2 separate regions of the Mus musculus genome follow, and region 2 is linked to region 1. A link is a contact called in public promoter capture Hi-C data. All regions are on one chromosome and are shown on one strand. Each heading gives the region's core, a stretch centred on a gene start, on an enhancer-like site or on the middle of the called end of the contact. The rest is flanking DNA. Distances are from core to core; before and after follow the strand shown. Region 1 holds the start of Selenom (selenoprotein M). Region 2 holds the start of Myo1g (myosin IG).

Region 1 (7,713 bases), core at 3,206-5,705:
ATGACCCTAAACTCATCACAGACTAAAACTTGAGTCCCAACCTATCCAAAGGGCCTAGACTGCACACTGGCACCTTAGGGGTATGGGTTGTGAGCAGAGCTCTATCCTGGGAGGTCTTGTGCTGCTGATGCTAGAATGTTCCTGGTACTGTTGCAGCCATTGTCTCCTGCTGGTTCTACTGGCTGGTGGTCAGCCCTCAGCAGACCAAGCTGTGGCCCAACAGCCACAGAGTCCAGGTTAATGCAATGAGAGTGGTTTGGTGGCATCTGTCCAGTGAACAACAAGGACTCATGGGGAACTGGGGTTTGGGTGTGTCAGCAGAAAAACCACAGGCTCTGTGGGGCCTCAGGCTTCTGTCACCCCGGGGGCCCTTATTGTGATAGGTAGAATCTCTCGGGTAGGGGTTGGGGTGCAGAGAGCCAATGAGTTATATTCCACTGTTTTGTAAACTAATTTTAACCCCTTGAGTTTAGTTGACATATACTTACAGAAAATATAGAACAGGATACAAAGAAGGAAACATTTACCTATAATTTTAACCTCCAAGAGATAGCCATTTTTATTTTTGGATTTTTTTCCCTTTAGATTGTTTTGATCTCATCTAATGTATTCGTGTATACGTTTTATAAAATTGGTTGGCTGCTATGGTGGCCATCCCATCCATTACCATCTATGTCCTCAACAAACAATAGTGTGGTTGACCTTGTACCCAGCTTTAGGAATGAGTCAAGATTGGTTATCCCAAGGACAAATTCTCAGGGCATGTGATTGAATCATGTGGAATTAGTGGGATATAAGAAGACTTTTGAGGATTTGAAAAGAGAAACGTATTTTATGTCCTGGCAAGTTTGAAAGCAAGAAGAAAGAAATGGATGATGGTCTCAGCAGCTCCTCACTAACCATACTCCTTCCCCTTTTGAAAGAAGTCGATTCACTGTCTCTCTAGCTGGCCTAGAACTCACAGACATCCACCCACCTCTGCTTGCTGAGTGCTGAGGTTAAAGGCTTGTTCTACCTCACTCAGCTCGGAAATTTTTTTTATTGTCTGTATTTATTGTGGGGATGGGAGTGTTTATGTGTGGGTGTGGGCATCCCACAGTGAGCTTGTGGAGGTCAGAGGACAACTCACAGGAGTTGGCTCTCCTACCTTGTGAGTTCCACAGATTGAGTTCAGGTTTTGTAGCAAGTGCCTTCACTTTCTGAGCCACCTAGGCAGCCCTTCACTCTTTAGATTTTGAAAGATGCTACCTCATTGCGGCTAGATTCACTGATTTGGCTAGACTGGCTGGCCAGCAAGCCCCCCCCCCCCCCAATCCTCCTCTCTCCCTGAGTTGATTAAACATGGCCTGGTGCACTTCTGGGCTTTCTAGGGGGCTGAGCTCAGGACCTGTGCTCGTCCCACAGAGCCATCTCTGCAGTTCTAAGCTTGTTTCAAACTCCTTGTTTTTGTTGTTGTTGTTGTTATTGTTGTTGCTGCTGCTGCTGTTGTTATTGTTGTTTTTGAGACAGGGTTTCTCTCTGTAGCCCTGGCTGTCCTGGAACTCACTCTGTAGACCAGGCTGACCTCAAACTCAGAAATCTGCCTGCCTCTGCCTCTCAAGTGCTGGGATTAAAGGTGTGTGCCACCACTGCCTGACTTGTTTCAAACTCTTAACAATCAAGCCAATGTGAAGGAGATGTAGAAGGGTCTTTCTCTGTAGCCTTGAGCTTGAGCCAATTGTCTTGCCTCTGCCCCCCGAGTGTTGTGATTACAAGTGTGAACCATCATACACAGCTAAAATCCTCTATGTGTGTGTGTGCATGTATGCATGAATATATGTATCTATGTATTATGTGTGTGGTATTTTAGGTTTGTTTTATGTGTACTGATGTTTTGTCTGTCTGTATGTTTGTGTACAGTGCTCACAGAAGCCAGAAGAGGGCATCTTATAGTGCATCTCTTGGAACCTGACTTAGATAGAGGTGGTTGTGGGCCACCATGTGGATGCTGGGAATTGTACCGTAGAAGAACATAAAGCCATGCTTTTAATGCCAGAGCTGCCTCTCTAGCCCGTGTGTGTGTGTGTGTGTGTGTGTGTGTGTGTGTTATTTTTGAGTTGGGTTCTCATAGGTTTAGGCTGGTCTTAAACTCACTATGAAACGGAAGATTACTTTTTAAATTTTTTATTTGTGTTTTATGTCTGTACTGGCTAGTTTTGTGTCAACCTGACACAGGCTGGAGTTATCACAGAGAAAGGAGCTTCAGTTGAGGAAATGCATTCACGAGATCCAGCTGTAAGGCATTTTCTCAATTAGTGATCAAGGGGGAAAGGCCCCTTGTGGGTGGGACCATCTCCCATCTCTGGGCTGGTAGACTTGGGTTCTATAAGAGAGCAGGCTGAGCAAGCCAGGGGAAGCAAGCCAGTAAGTAGCATCCCTCCATGGCCTCTGCATCAGCTCCTGCTTCCTGACCTGCTTGAGTTCCAGTCCTGACTTCCTTTGGTGATGAACAGTAGTATGGAAGTGTAAGCCGAATAAACCCTTTCCTCGCCAACTTGCTTCTTGGTCATGTTTGTGCAGGAATAGAAGCCCTGACTAAGACAATGTCCATGGAGATTTTGCTTGCAAGCATGTCTGAACAGTACATGCATTCCCCCGGTGCTTGTAGAGGCCAGGAGAAGGCATCAGATTCCCTAGAATGAGAACTACAGACAGTTGTTAGCTTCCATGTGGGTGCTAAGAATCAAACGTGGGCCCCCTGGAAGAACAACCGGTCCTCTTAACTGCTGAGCCATCTTTCCAGCCCCTCTGAGGATGGCTTTGAATTCTGATCCTCGTGCCCTGTCTCTTAAGGGCCAGGATTACAGGCTTGTATTATCATGGCTGGCTTTTCACACTGGTGTAGGAATCCAGACTCAGTCTTCATGCTTATACAACAATTGATTCTACATGTTAAGTTATCTCACCAATATTTTTATATTTGTTTATTTATTCATTTGTGTGTGTCTGTCTGTCTGTCTGTGAGTGCTTGATATTAGAAACATGCGACGGTCAGAGGACAATCTGTGGGAGTCTCTTCTTTCCTTTTGTCATGGGTTCTGGGACTTGAACTTAGGGCATCAGACTTGGCAGCAAGTGCCTATAGTCATGGAACTATCTGCTGATGGTTCTCCCCGCCCCATTTTTAATGCGCATTTTAAAAGTGGTGGAATAAGCCCAGAAAGGTAAAAATACCTTGGATCACAAGCAGCGTTGGCTCAGTGTTGACAAGGTTCTCTGAATCCTGTGGGAAAGGGCACAGCGTGTTCTTGCTGTCTGCCAGGGATTGGTTCCAGGGCACACTTCCATACCAAAACTCGAAATATGAGGATGCTCAAATCCATAGATAAAATGGCTTAGTATTTTCCTAAAGCCCGTGTGGCCTGATCTTGTACTTTCTATCATTTCTAGATAATTTATAACACCTAATACAATACAGATGCTATAAATAGTTGTAATGCTCTATTGGTTGGAATAACAACAAGAAAAGAGTCTGTACATGTTCAGTACAGAGGCAGTTTTTACTTCCTAATATTTCCAACTTGAGACTGGTTAAATCCAGGGTGACAAAAAACTGATTGTACTTGCTGTGTCTGCTGAAGGCATGAGGACATGGAGTGCCACCTGTTTCCTCCTTGGTCCAGGGAGATGATCCACAGAGGTGTTTGGGGCTCAAATCCAGATCTATGAATTGGCCTATTTTACATTTCTGAAACAGTTCCTAATCTGCAAAACGGAGTTCATTGCTGGAGGGGGCCGTTGTGATGAGGAAGGGGAAGAGCTAATAATGGAAGGTAACACAGCCAGAGTCTGTCCTAATCACCCTGCCCTCAGGAGGTTGAGTGAAGAGTATTGCTTTGAGTTCAAGGACAGTAGGAGATTGGTGTGTACCATCTCTGACCAGATACTGTTCTAATGAGATGCATTGTGTATATTAACCCTCCCAGCCTTTTCTAGGTAAAAAAGGATAGGTAGTATTCCTTTGTAAGAATTTATATTTATTATTATTATTATATGTGTGTGTGCACCGCGTGTGCCTGTACAGGCACGGACATGCCATGGTGAGCGGTTGGGGACGCCTGTGGAGGACAGAGCACAACTTGTGGGAATTGCTGTTTTTCTTTCACTTTTTTTTAGGTTTCAGGGATAAAACTCAGGAGTCAGGCTGTCATAACAAGCGCTTTTACCCTCTGAGCTTTCTTGAGCGGGGCGTAGGTAATGGTCCTCGCTTACAACGTGTGCTTTGGGGAATTGAAGCTTTGATCGGAATTTCGTTCAAAGACATCAAAAGCGTATAAAGGAGATCTCCTAGGTTCCTGCTTCCTTATCTTAACTCTCTGACCCAGAAATCCTTGTGTCCATCTGCGAACCTCCTGCGCCCTCTGGTGACGCGAAGTAGTGCTGTCTCCTGGCATCCTGCGGGAGCGTTTCACACTTAGTGGGCAAATGCAATATGGAGATTGTGAGAACTGGGAACATGAAGTCTGGAGGACCAGAGAGTAGCTGAGACAGGGATGGGGGTTAGTGGGAGGCAACCACCCGATTTGGGTGGGATGTCAGTGGGGCTGTTTCTAGCTCTGGGGGCGTGGTTTATGGCTGGGCGGAGCTTTTGGCTTGGGCGGGGCCAGCTTGCGGGCCAGACGTGGCGCAGCGGCCGAGTTTGGGTGCAGCCTGCGGAACGTCTCCTGCCAGGCACAGATGAGCATCCTACTGTCGCCGCCGTCGCTGCTGCTGCTTCTTGCAGCCCTTGTGGCTCCAGCCACCTCCACCACCAACTACCGACCGGATTGGAACCGTCTTCGAGGCCTGGCCAGGGGGCGGGTGGAGGTGAGTGCGCCTTTTCCCAACCTTAGTACGACAGTTCCACAACCTTGCTGCCCCTTATCCCAAGAATATAGTCCGGCCTCAGGAATACCAGAATTCCCGAAACACCCCCCCCCCCTTTCCCTCCTGCACGGCCCGGGAATCATTCCTTTTATTTCCCAGCCGCATGATGAACAGCATCTACTGTGGAAGTAAGAAGTCTCGTCCTTGTGGCCTGGCACTCTGAACCCTTGCCTCTGCTCCAGGCTTGGCCCTACCGTGGGTCTCTGGCTATAATTTTTTGAAAACTGGCCCCTTAGAACCCACCTTCTCTAAGGATAACCTCACCTTTCCCCATTATTTCTCCCCCCACCCAGACTTAGTGCCTGGCATTCCAGAATCTCTTTTCTTCTGGTGGGGAGAAAAGACCTAAGCTCCTCCCCTCACTGTACTCTGCTGGAGCTGGAGGAGAGGATAGGGAAATGAGATACCAACAGTCCACAGCCACCCTGGACCACCACCACCTGCCGGCCAAAGGACTCCCCTGGAGTCTTCCTAAGTGATTCCTATGTTTGCAGACTCTTCATGGGCCTTAGCTGGTTTATTTTTAATTTAAAAAAAAATTAACAAAAGGAAGTGTAAGGGAGGCCTGAAATAGGGAGGTCTGGACTTCCTGTTGGGCTGCGGCCTCCCATCAGGAATAGAGAAGGACCATCCATACTCCCAAGTTAGGGAAGATCAGCCAGATGGTTCCTGAAGCTGAACCACAGGTGGCTGGCAGGGCTGCCTCTGCATGGGGTGGGGTAGGGACCAGATGGCAGGTGCCTCTAACAGGGCCCTTAGGGTAGTTCTGAGCTGTTCCCTTCTAGTCTGACTTTCGTCTCAAGGGCCAAAGGCCAGGGTTAGAATTCTACCGACAACAGGGAGAATGCCGTAACCCATGTCTCCTGGGCATTGGTCAGCTATCAATAACATGCAGACAGGGACCCATGGCTGGTTTCTCTCCCTCATTCTTTACCTGTGGCTCTAGGCCTGAGCTTCCCAACCTGTACAGAGGTCTTCTTGCTCACAGGACTTTACTGCCACACCTTGATGCTTCTCTTTACGCTCACTGCCTGACCCAATTCAGTGTAAAGGACGGCATAGTCTTGGCTGTATAGCTAGCCTGTGAAGGACTCCTGGTTTATTATCCCATTTCTCTCTCTCTCCAGACCTGTGGAGGATGACAGTTGAATCGCCTAAAGGAGGTGAGTTTGAAGGAAGGGAGTCCCTCTTAGGGAATAAGGAGCACTGGTCACTGACTGGGGGCCTGGTGGGAATCCCTGTACTGTGAGGCAGGAGACTGGACCTGTCTTGGTATATGACCTGACTGGGCCTCATCGTCCATGTCTATAGGGTCTGAGGCCCTGTGCTCTAATGCTATGGTTCCTCCCCAGGTGAAGGCCTTTGTCACCGAGGACATTCAACTGTAGTATCCTTTTCCTGTTGTGGGGGGAGGGGATAGGGAAGGCACCTGGGAGAAGCCTCGATATTTTTCAAAGATAGAAAATGATGTTCGTCTACCAAAGAGGCTGATATTAACTCTTCGGAGGATTCTGAGGAAGTCTAGAATTAAGGAGGGAAGAGAGCTTACTAGTGGAGAGAAGGGCCCTTTATTTCTTTGAACCCTAATCTCACAGTGATGAGGATTGGGTCCCCACCTAGGCTTCTTGTAAGTGATCAGCTAAAGGGTGGGGGGGGTCACATCTCTCTGCCTCTGCTCCCCCTCCCACCTCTTTAACATCTCCTGCAGCCACAACCTGGTGATGAAGCACCTCCCTGGGGCAGACCCCGAACTCGTGCTGTTAAGCCGAAATTACCAGGAACTAGAGGTGAGGCATTGGCGGGGGGTGGGGTGGGGGTGGGCTCCAGGACAGTGGCTAAGTGCTGATCCCGCCCTTTCTCCATCTTAGCGAATCCCACTCAGCCAAATGACCCGGGACGAGATCAATGCGCTGGTACAGGAGCTCGGCTTCTACCGCAAGTCGGCGCCGGAAGCTCAGGTGCCCCCCGAGTACCTGTGGGCGCCCGCTAAGCCCCCCGAGGAAGCTTCAGAACACGACGACCTGTAGCCCCGAGCCACAGTGGAGCTGGGACCCCCCCCTGCCAGCGCCCCGGAGACAGAATGAAGCGCTCAGTATCCCGGGAGCATCTCCCTTGCTGAGGGCCGACGCCAGTCTCCAAAGCAACGGAAATGGGGTGTGTGGGGGGAATCTCAATCCTCCCTTTCCTCTCCCCAGCTCTACTAAATCTTCTTCCTTCACGCGGAGTCTCTTCTTATTTGCAGCGAGTAGATGGTGTGGGAGATCAAATAGGAGTTCCTGACATCCTCGGGTGACTCCTCCCACTACCTAGCTACAGGAATGGGGGGGACACTTGGGGATAATTCACAGTCTAATGCCATCTCCCCAAGACAGCAGAGAAAAGTCAGGATCGTTGAAAACCAATAATTTATCAAAACGCTGCGTGTGTACAAAGGGGAGAGGTGTTTTGACAGACGGGGCAGCAGTGGGCAGGCGCACTGGGAGGTGCCGGTGCTGGGGGCGTGGGGACAGCAGCCCGCAGCGCAGGCGGTGTGAGCAGAGTGGCTAGACATTCTTGCCGCGCAAACGCAGCTCATGGCGCCGCAGGTGGTTGTACAGCGATTGCACATAGGTGAAGACGCACTTGGGGTCGGGCTTTTTGCCCATGATCATCATGTCCTCCACCTCCACCAAGGGTACACAGTCCACCAGCATCCTGCAAGTGTGGGGGGGGGGGGCAACAGGAGTTGTCAGTGCCAGCCTGCTTCTCGCTGTGTCCCTCTACCCCGAGGTCGTTATCGCAGCCTGCTCGTCTTTTCACAAACTCCAG
Region 2 (7,713 bases), core at 1,587-4,086, 3.0 Mb after region 1:
GAGTGGTCTAGCGTGTTCAGCAAATGCTGCGTGCCCATTCCCCATGACCCATCTGTTTTGCAGTAGATCTTTCGCTACAGATGGGTAGTAATGGTTCCATGCTGGGGCACTGACATTCCCGCAAGCGTCCTGCCAGCCTCTACCACAACACCAATCACTACAGGAAGAGACAAGCTAAGACTTCTGCAGGGCCTGTATGGGGAGTGGAGGACCAGGCAGACCAGCCCATTTTCTGGATCAGGCAGCTGGAATTTGCCTGCCTGACCCTCTTACTAGGCTGCCAATTTCTCCAGGCTTCTGTGGGCTCCCCAAGATGTTCCCTGTCCTGCTTTGAGACACTTGATAACTACCTGTTGATACTATCCCCTCCCCAACTGGCAGTGTATATTCCTTGGCTGAATCTCACCTCCTACATCTGGAAGGTCCCTGGTGTGGCTTTAGAACTCGGGCAGCAGCCTGGAGCCTTCCCAACAGAAAGTGGCTTAAGCTGGCCTTTACCTTTCTTTTTTCTTTTTCTTTGTTTCTTCCTTCTTCTTCTTCTTCTTTTCCTTTCTAGTCCAAGGCCCTTCCCTAGCAAAGAAGCTTCAACCCAGCTGGGACCCCAGTGCTCACCTCTCCACCTCAGCCCTCTGGCTTGGGTTGGTGACAGCAGCAATGTACTGCATGATGTGCTTGCTGGCTTCTGTCTTCCCTGCCCCACTCTCCCCTGCCGAGAAGATAGGAAATGATAGAACCAACTGGGTTGGGTACCACTAGCCCAGATCCTTGTCCCAGTCCAACCCACAAATGTGGAAGCACCATCACCCTCATTTCTTAGTCAGGCGTGGCTCCGGCATCTGGTTTACCGGGACAGGTACCTGAGATGACGATGCAGGTGTCCCTGGATCTGCGCTTCATTGCCTTGTAAGCAGCATTGGCCACGGCGTAAAGATGAGGTGGTCGCTCATAGAGCTCGCGGCCCTGGTACTTGGCAATGGCCTCTGGCCCATACAATGGCAGTTCCTGGTAGGGGTTCACGGATACGAGCACCTCACCAATGTAGGTATAGATACGGCCCTTCTCAAACCTGGGTATAGCATAACAAGACTTCTATATTCACATCCATGAGAGGCCCACGTGGGAGGCCTCGAGCAGTCAGCACCCCCTCCCAGAAAGAGCATAGAGAAGAGAAAAGGGACCTCACTGACTTAAGACCCCTTGGTGCCATCCTCAGTAAGCTGAGCCACCCAGAGCAGCCCTCAGCACAGTGCAAAGGGTGTGGTCCACACTGCTCTCTGCCAGGATGCTCAGGTCTCAGGAACCAGGAATATCTATCCCACAAAGGTAACGGCCCTGCAGGGGTCATCTTTCCCAGGTGACTCCTACAGGGCAGTTGGGCTGAGACTGTGAAAAGGGGACTCTTCCAGAGAGTGGGGGGTGGGGGGGGTGGGGGGCTTGGTTGTTTCCTGTCTCAGAGTCTAGGCGGGACCAGATCCGGAAGGGGACTCGCCCTGCCCCACCCAAATCATAGCGTGGTGATTTGCTAGTCTTTGCAACCCCAGCCATGGCCACCGTCCCTCTCCAGCACATCTCAAACTCCTCCACCCTTCCGTTTACTAACCATATTAGAAGCAGGAACCTAGGGCTGTACCTCTCTTGGGTTTTGTGCTCTGGGAGGAGTACTAGCCTCCTTGGGGCCCCAACTGTCCTCTCGGTGTGTGGGGCCCGCTCAACCCCAGGCAGGCCTCTTCAGGGTTCCTCTTTCTCTGCCCCCTCTGACAAGTCACGCCCTGGGACTACAAGTTTTGTGACCTGCAGCCACTGTCTTCCTCGGCTCAGCATACAAAGCATGGAGGGCATGCTTGTGAGCTTGCTTTTCGAGAGAATGAGGCAGTCTAACAAAGCATTGAACTCATTTCCTGGATAAAGCTCTCCATGTGGCAGCCTAGGACCTCCATCTCTGCACCTAGTGAGATTCCTGGTCCCCAGTTGCTCTCTAAGGAGCTTCCTAGCACACAACAATCCTCCCTAGGAGGTGTGTATGAAGTCCAGCCGCACACAAGGCCATTTAACATGCTGTGCTTCTAGCTCCTGGACCCCTCCCTGCTTTTTTCAGTGAGAAAGCAGGCTGCACTGTCAATTCTCCTAGTCCTAGCCTGTGACCCCTCCCATGAACAACTCCCAACCCAGAACATCATATCAGCATCATATCAGCTTGCTTCGATTATTGCGATTCTGGGGTGGAGGGCACTTCATTTTGGAGTTCCTAAGGAAACTCAAGTCGGGTCACACATGGGACCCAGGGGGAAAGCATCAGCAGGTGACAGAGAGGAGATGCAGTACATTCCTGGTCCCCATGCCTTTGCCTGTCTTCCTCAGGACTCTGGGCTTGTCAACCAGGGTGTTGTGAGGGTGGCTGGGCAGCTCCATTCCTGACAGCTGGTTACTTTCTGAGTGGCCATTATCTCCTGGAGATGCTATCATTTCAGCCTGTATTGTCTAGGTATGTGTAGCCTTGTCCCCATTCCTGACGATGGGACCAGGGTACCTTCAGGGCTTCTCTCAGGTCTGTGTGGATGATAAGGGAGGAAAGGAAGGAAAGAAGCCCAGTACCGCATCCCCACCCCCACCTCACATCTACCTGAGCTCTAGGTTCTTCATGAAGTCCTCCATGGTCAGTTGATCCAAAAGCACGAAGTCTGGTTTCCCATACTCAGGGCCTTCTTCGTCCTCCATCCTGCCCACTGCAAGCATCCAAGGCAGGTCGCCAGAGCTTTCTGTACAGAGGTGAAGGGGAAGGCAGAAAGGGGAGGCCCAGCCCTGCCTGACTACTGCAGTACTTCAGTAAAGTAGGAAGTGGGTTCTGCCCGGGGAGTTTGGCCCTGCCCATTGCTACTCCCCTGCCTTGGTGCTTCAGACACTGCTTCCTGCTCCCTGGCCCACAAGGTCCATGCCTAACTGTCTGTCCTGATGGGGTCTTTACTGGCTTCCTTAAAGCTCTTCCCAAGCTAGGTTTGGCCATACCTGTCTGTAATCCCAAGCACTCCAAAGATTACGGGCAGGCTGGAATTCTCCCTCCCCTTGTCTGTCTGTCTTCCTTCCTTCCTTTGCTCCCTCCCTCTTTCCGTCTCTCTCTCTCTCTCTCTCTCTCTCTCTCTCTTTCTTTCTTTCTTTCTTTCTTTCTTTCTTTCTTTCTTTCTTTCTTCTATCTCTGTAGTCCAAGCTGGCCTCCCCAAAGTAGCTAGGATTATACCAGGCTCAGTAAGAAAGGATGCTTCTTCTTCTTTCTTTCTTTCTTTCTTTCTTTCTTTCTTTCTTTCTTTCTTTCTTTCTTTCTTTTTTTGGTTTTTCAAGACAGGGTTTCTCTGTGTGTCCTGGAACTCACTCTGTAGACCAGGCCAGCCTTGAACTCAGAAATCTACTTGCCTCTGCCTCCCAAGTGCTGGGATTAAAGGCATGTGCCACCACGCCTGGCAGGATGCTTCTTTTAAAACGTTTTAAACATCTATTTTGTGTACAAGTGCTTTGTCTACATGTATAAGTGCACCATATGCATGCTGGGTGTCTGCAGAGGGCTAGAGGGCTGGGTGGCCGTAAACTGCAGACCTTTGCAGGAGCAGTCAGTGCTCTTAACTTCTGAGCCATCTCTCTAGCCCAATAGATATTTCTTTTATTATTATTATTTTGGTTTTTTTTTTTTTTTTTTTTGGTTTTTCGAGACAGGGTTTCTCTGTATAGCCCTGGCTGTCCTGGAACTCACTTTGTAGACCAGGCTCCAGGCTTGCCTCGAACTCAGAAATCGGCCTGCCTCTGCCTCCCAAGTGCTGGGATTAAAGGCGTGCCAACAGATATTTCTTGGCCTCTCGTGGTTACCCAGCTGAACATCGCTGCCCCAGAGCTCAACATCAGCCAGGGGTGGCCACAATAGAGTTTAAACCATAAAGACTTCCTGCCTGACCCAGCAGATGAGGCAGTGGTGGGGACTCGGCACCCTGCGATTCCTCCCCACAGTGACAAGGGAGCGGAAGAGTACACTCTCCAGCCCTCTAGTGGGCTAGCCTTTGGTAGGACCCTCTTGCATATGCTCAGCTTCGTTCTCTCATCCAGCCTCTGAGATAAAACCATTAACTCTTGGAGCTCTGGGGCCTCATCTTAGCTCTCACAGGTCTTGGCTTATGGTTGAGCTTGTAGATTAGTGGTACATTGAAAAATGGCTAGGCGACCACTCAGGTTTCTCTGTGCAGTCCTCCCTCCTGATTACAGGGTCTGCCAGTGGGCAGCTCTCTCTGCTCCCTTGATGGCAGGCCCAAATGTTCCCAAATATGTGTTATTTGCAGGCCAATTTTGAGAGAGCTTGTATTCACAGATATCTGACAACTGTATTTTGTTTTGTTTTTGCTTTGTTTTGTTGTTGTTGTTTTGAGATAGGGCTTCTCTGTGTGTCCTTGACTGTCCTGGAAGTAGCTCTGTAGATCTGGCTCACTTTAAACTTAGAGATCTGCCTGCCTCTGCCTCCCATGTGCTGTAATCAAAGGTGTTCTCCATCACCATCTGCTGACACTTGTATTTCAACCATTCCATTTGGTTTTTAGGATTATTTAATAGTGCAACATACCTAATGAAGTTTAAGTTCTAATTCACCATGTGGTAAAAGCAGGTATCATTAGTGATAAGATGAGCCACTGGCCAGAACTGTCCCAGATGCAGTAGTATGGCTCTGGCTCTGGCTCCTCCCTGAGGCAGTACAGCCCTTATGCCCCAATCAGGCTGCTTCCTTTTAAGCCTGGCATGAGAGCATTCCATCTGCAGCCTCCTGCGGTGGTGCTTTGGTAGGGTTTCCCCAAACCGGGGACTCCCACCCTTGGGTTTCACTTCGCAAAACCCCAGGCCTTAAAAAGCTCTGGGACTTGTGATTCAAACAAGAAGAGACGTGGGTGAGTTCCCTGAAATACAGAACTCTGCAGTCGTCAAAAATTACACCTGTCATGACATAGTGTATTTGGGGGTTTTTCTTCTAACCACTTAAAAATCCCAAGATCATTCTTAAGTCAGAGGTTGACTCTTGGGTGTAGCATTAGGCTCTGGTTGTTTCTACACCTGTTAGCACGTGATTAAGCCTCTAGCACGACCTACACAGGAGTTACTCTTTCACAATGTTGAAGCTAAAGAGAGGACACATTCATTTCTCCCTGGATTGAACCAACTATGGGCCCTTTCTGCACCAAACCCAGAAGCTCCCGTTGTTGAGAGAGGGGTTGGTCAGGTGGTGCCCACTTGAAGCTCCCTCATGGTATGGTCCTTATACCAAACTTGCGGGGCACAGCAAACTTGCAGATAGGGCAATAGGGTGGAGCCACCACCCACTCTAGTCTGCTAGGGCCTGAGGAAACCCTAGCAATTCTACTGTCTAGGTTAGTGGCAAATTGACCATCTATGGGTGTTTGTGTGTCTCAGCATGAAGCATCTTTTGTTGGCACCCACCAGTCTGTTCTTTACATGCAGTTTTGCCATAAAACTTCCCCATAAAATTGAACACACAGCGTGCTGTGTGTGTGTGTAGTGTTAAGTGTGTGTGTAATTTGAGTGCTATCTTCATGCACACCAGAAGAGGGAATCAGATCCCAATACTCATGACCGTGAGTCACCACATGACTGCTGGGCAGTAAACTCAGGATCTCTGGAAGATCAGTCAAGTGTTCTGAACTGCCATCTCTGCCATTTAACCTAGTTTTTTTTTTTTTTAAGTATACTGTAGCTGTCTTCAGACTCTCCAGTAGAGGGAGTCAGATCTCATTATGGATGGTTGTGAGCCACACCATGTGGTTGCTGGGGTTTGAACTCAGGACCTTCAAAAGAGCAGTCAGTGCTCTTAGCCACTGAGCCATCTCTCCAGTCCCATTTTACCTAGTTTTAAAGTTTGTATGTGTGTGTGTGTGATGTGCATTTGGGGTACAGGAATAGATGGTCTCTTGTTAGGGTAGTTTTTGCTGTGTCTAATATGGATGTGTGTGGGGGGGGGGGGCATCTCTGGGCACTGTTCCATTCACTAAGTCAGTAGTAATGAAAACTCACCGTACCTCCAATGACCAACTTTGCCAGGCCTTGCCCACTACATTTCCTAACAATACCTATGTAAGCTAACCCGTGGGCAGTAAGCTAACCATGGACAGACCATACTTTTAGACTGAATAGCTGACATTCAGGGGAATATCCCACACTTGGTTTCCTTTTTTTTTCTTATAGATTTATGTGAGCACACTGTAGCTGTCTTTAGACATACCAGAAGAGGGTATCAGATGTCATTACAGATGGTTGTAAGCCACCATGTGGTTGCTGGGAATTGAACTAGGACCTTTGGAAGAACTGTCAGTGCTCTTAACCCTCTTAATGCTAAGCCATCTCAATCAGTTCAATTGACTTCCTATTTTTTTTTTTTTTGTTGTTGTTTTTTTCAAGACAGGGTTTCTCTGTATAACCTTGGCTGTCCTGGCACTCACTTAGTAGACCAGGCTGGCTTCGAACTTAGAAATCTGCCTGCCTCTGCCTCCCAAGTGCTCGGATTAAAGGCGTGAGCCATCACCGCCTCCATCTGTATGCATTGGTGCCCAGGGAGGCTAGATAGAAGAGGGTGTCAGATCCCCAGGAGGAAGTTTCAATCTGCTGAGCTTTCATATGGGTGCTAGGAAGCCTAAGCAGCAGCCTTGCCTGTCCTGTAACTCACTTTGCAAACCAGACTAGTCTCAAATTCATGGGCGATCTGCCTGCTTTTCCAGTGCGGAGTTTAAAGGCGTGCCCAGCCAGGGTAAATTATGTACCCTGGGATGGGAAGAGACAGGGATGGATGCCAGGTATCTTCTAGAACTGCAGTTACAACTGTCTGATACAGGTACTGGAAGCACAAACCCTTGACTGCTACACCCTCGATTCTATCAGCCAAGGGCAGATCCTCAGGATCTCACAGTACAGTCCCCCTGTACCTCACCCCCAACTTAGCCTTAATGGGACAACTCCAGCACCCCTCCTCCATCCAATCAAGTGCAAGTTCCAAATGGTCATTAAAAGTATACAAGCAGGCATGATGTAGGTGGCACACGGAATCACCTGCATGTACTTGAGAATGGAAAGGCACCGTGGTTTACCTGGGCTGCCACCAGTGTTTTTAGCACATGTAATGTATAAACAGGCTAAGACAAGTCATGGATAAAATCACATCTACTTTCTTTTTGAAGCAGGGTCCTTTGTAACCCAGGCCAGCCTGATCTTCTTGCCTCTGATGTATTCTGATTAGCAGGTGTGCTTTTCTCTAGCCTGCTACAATACCCATGGTTTATTCTATTCAAATGTCAGACAATAGGCCAGCTGGGCTCCTTATTCAAGAGCTGAAGGAGTCTGGGAGGAGGACAAACATAGAATCAAGCTCAGGCCAAGAACCAGAAACTTGGGATTCTTCTAGAATCCAACAAGAGGACTTCAAACCCGATCAACACAGCTGGAGTCTCATTTCTATTTATTAATTTACTTATTTACTTCATATATGTCAGTACACCATCACTGTCTTCAGACACACCAGAGGAGGGCATCGGATCCCCATTACAGATAATTGTGAGCCACCATGTGGTTGCTGGGAATTGAACTCAGGACCTCTGGAAGAGCAGTCAGTGCTTTTAACAGTTGAGTCATCTCTCTCTCTCCAGCTCTGGAGTCTCCATTTCTGCATCTGCAAAGATTAGAAAC

Evidence for each region. Promoter capture Hi-C pulls out the DNA fragments that hold promoters and counts their contacts.
Region 2: a contact with region 1 is called in a promoter capture Hi-C map of embryonic stem cells, with 10 times the contacts expected there. The contact joins the promoter of Myo1g here to the promoter of Selenom in region 1. A contact is called at or near these places in 3 of 39 promoter capture datasets (embryonic stem cells and liver).

What each region holds. Positions count from the first base shown.
Region 1 is chr11:3,510,229-3,517,941 of GRCm38.p6, forward strand. It overlaps Selenom (selenoprotein M), which reads left to right and starts at 4,456. Exons shown (of 5, transcript NM_053267.3): 1 at 4,456-4,845; 2 at 6,033-6,068; 3 at 6,258-6,292; 4 at 6,614-6,692; 5 at 6,774-7,123. The coding sequence starts at 4,717. The coding sequence ends at 6,932. It overlaps Smtn (smoothelin), which reads right to left. Exons shown (of 20, transcript NM_001284427.1): 20 at 7,294-7,599. The coding sequence ends at 7,449.
Region 2 is chr11:6,518,122-6,525,834 of GRCm38.p6, forward strand. It overlaps Myo1g (myosin IG), which reads right to left and starts at 2,837. Exons shown (of 22, transcript NM_178440.4): 1 at 2,621-2,837; 2 at 858-1,066; 3 at 613-706. The coding sequence starts at 2,733. Snhg15 (small nucleolar RNA host gene 15) reads right to left here. Exons shown (of 4, transcript NR_045893.1): 4 at 7,470-7,696.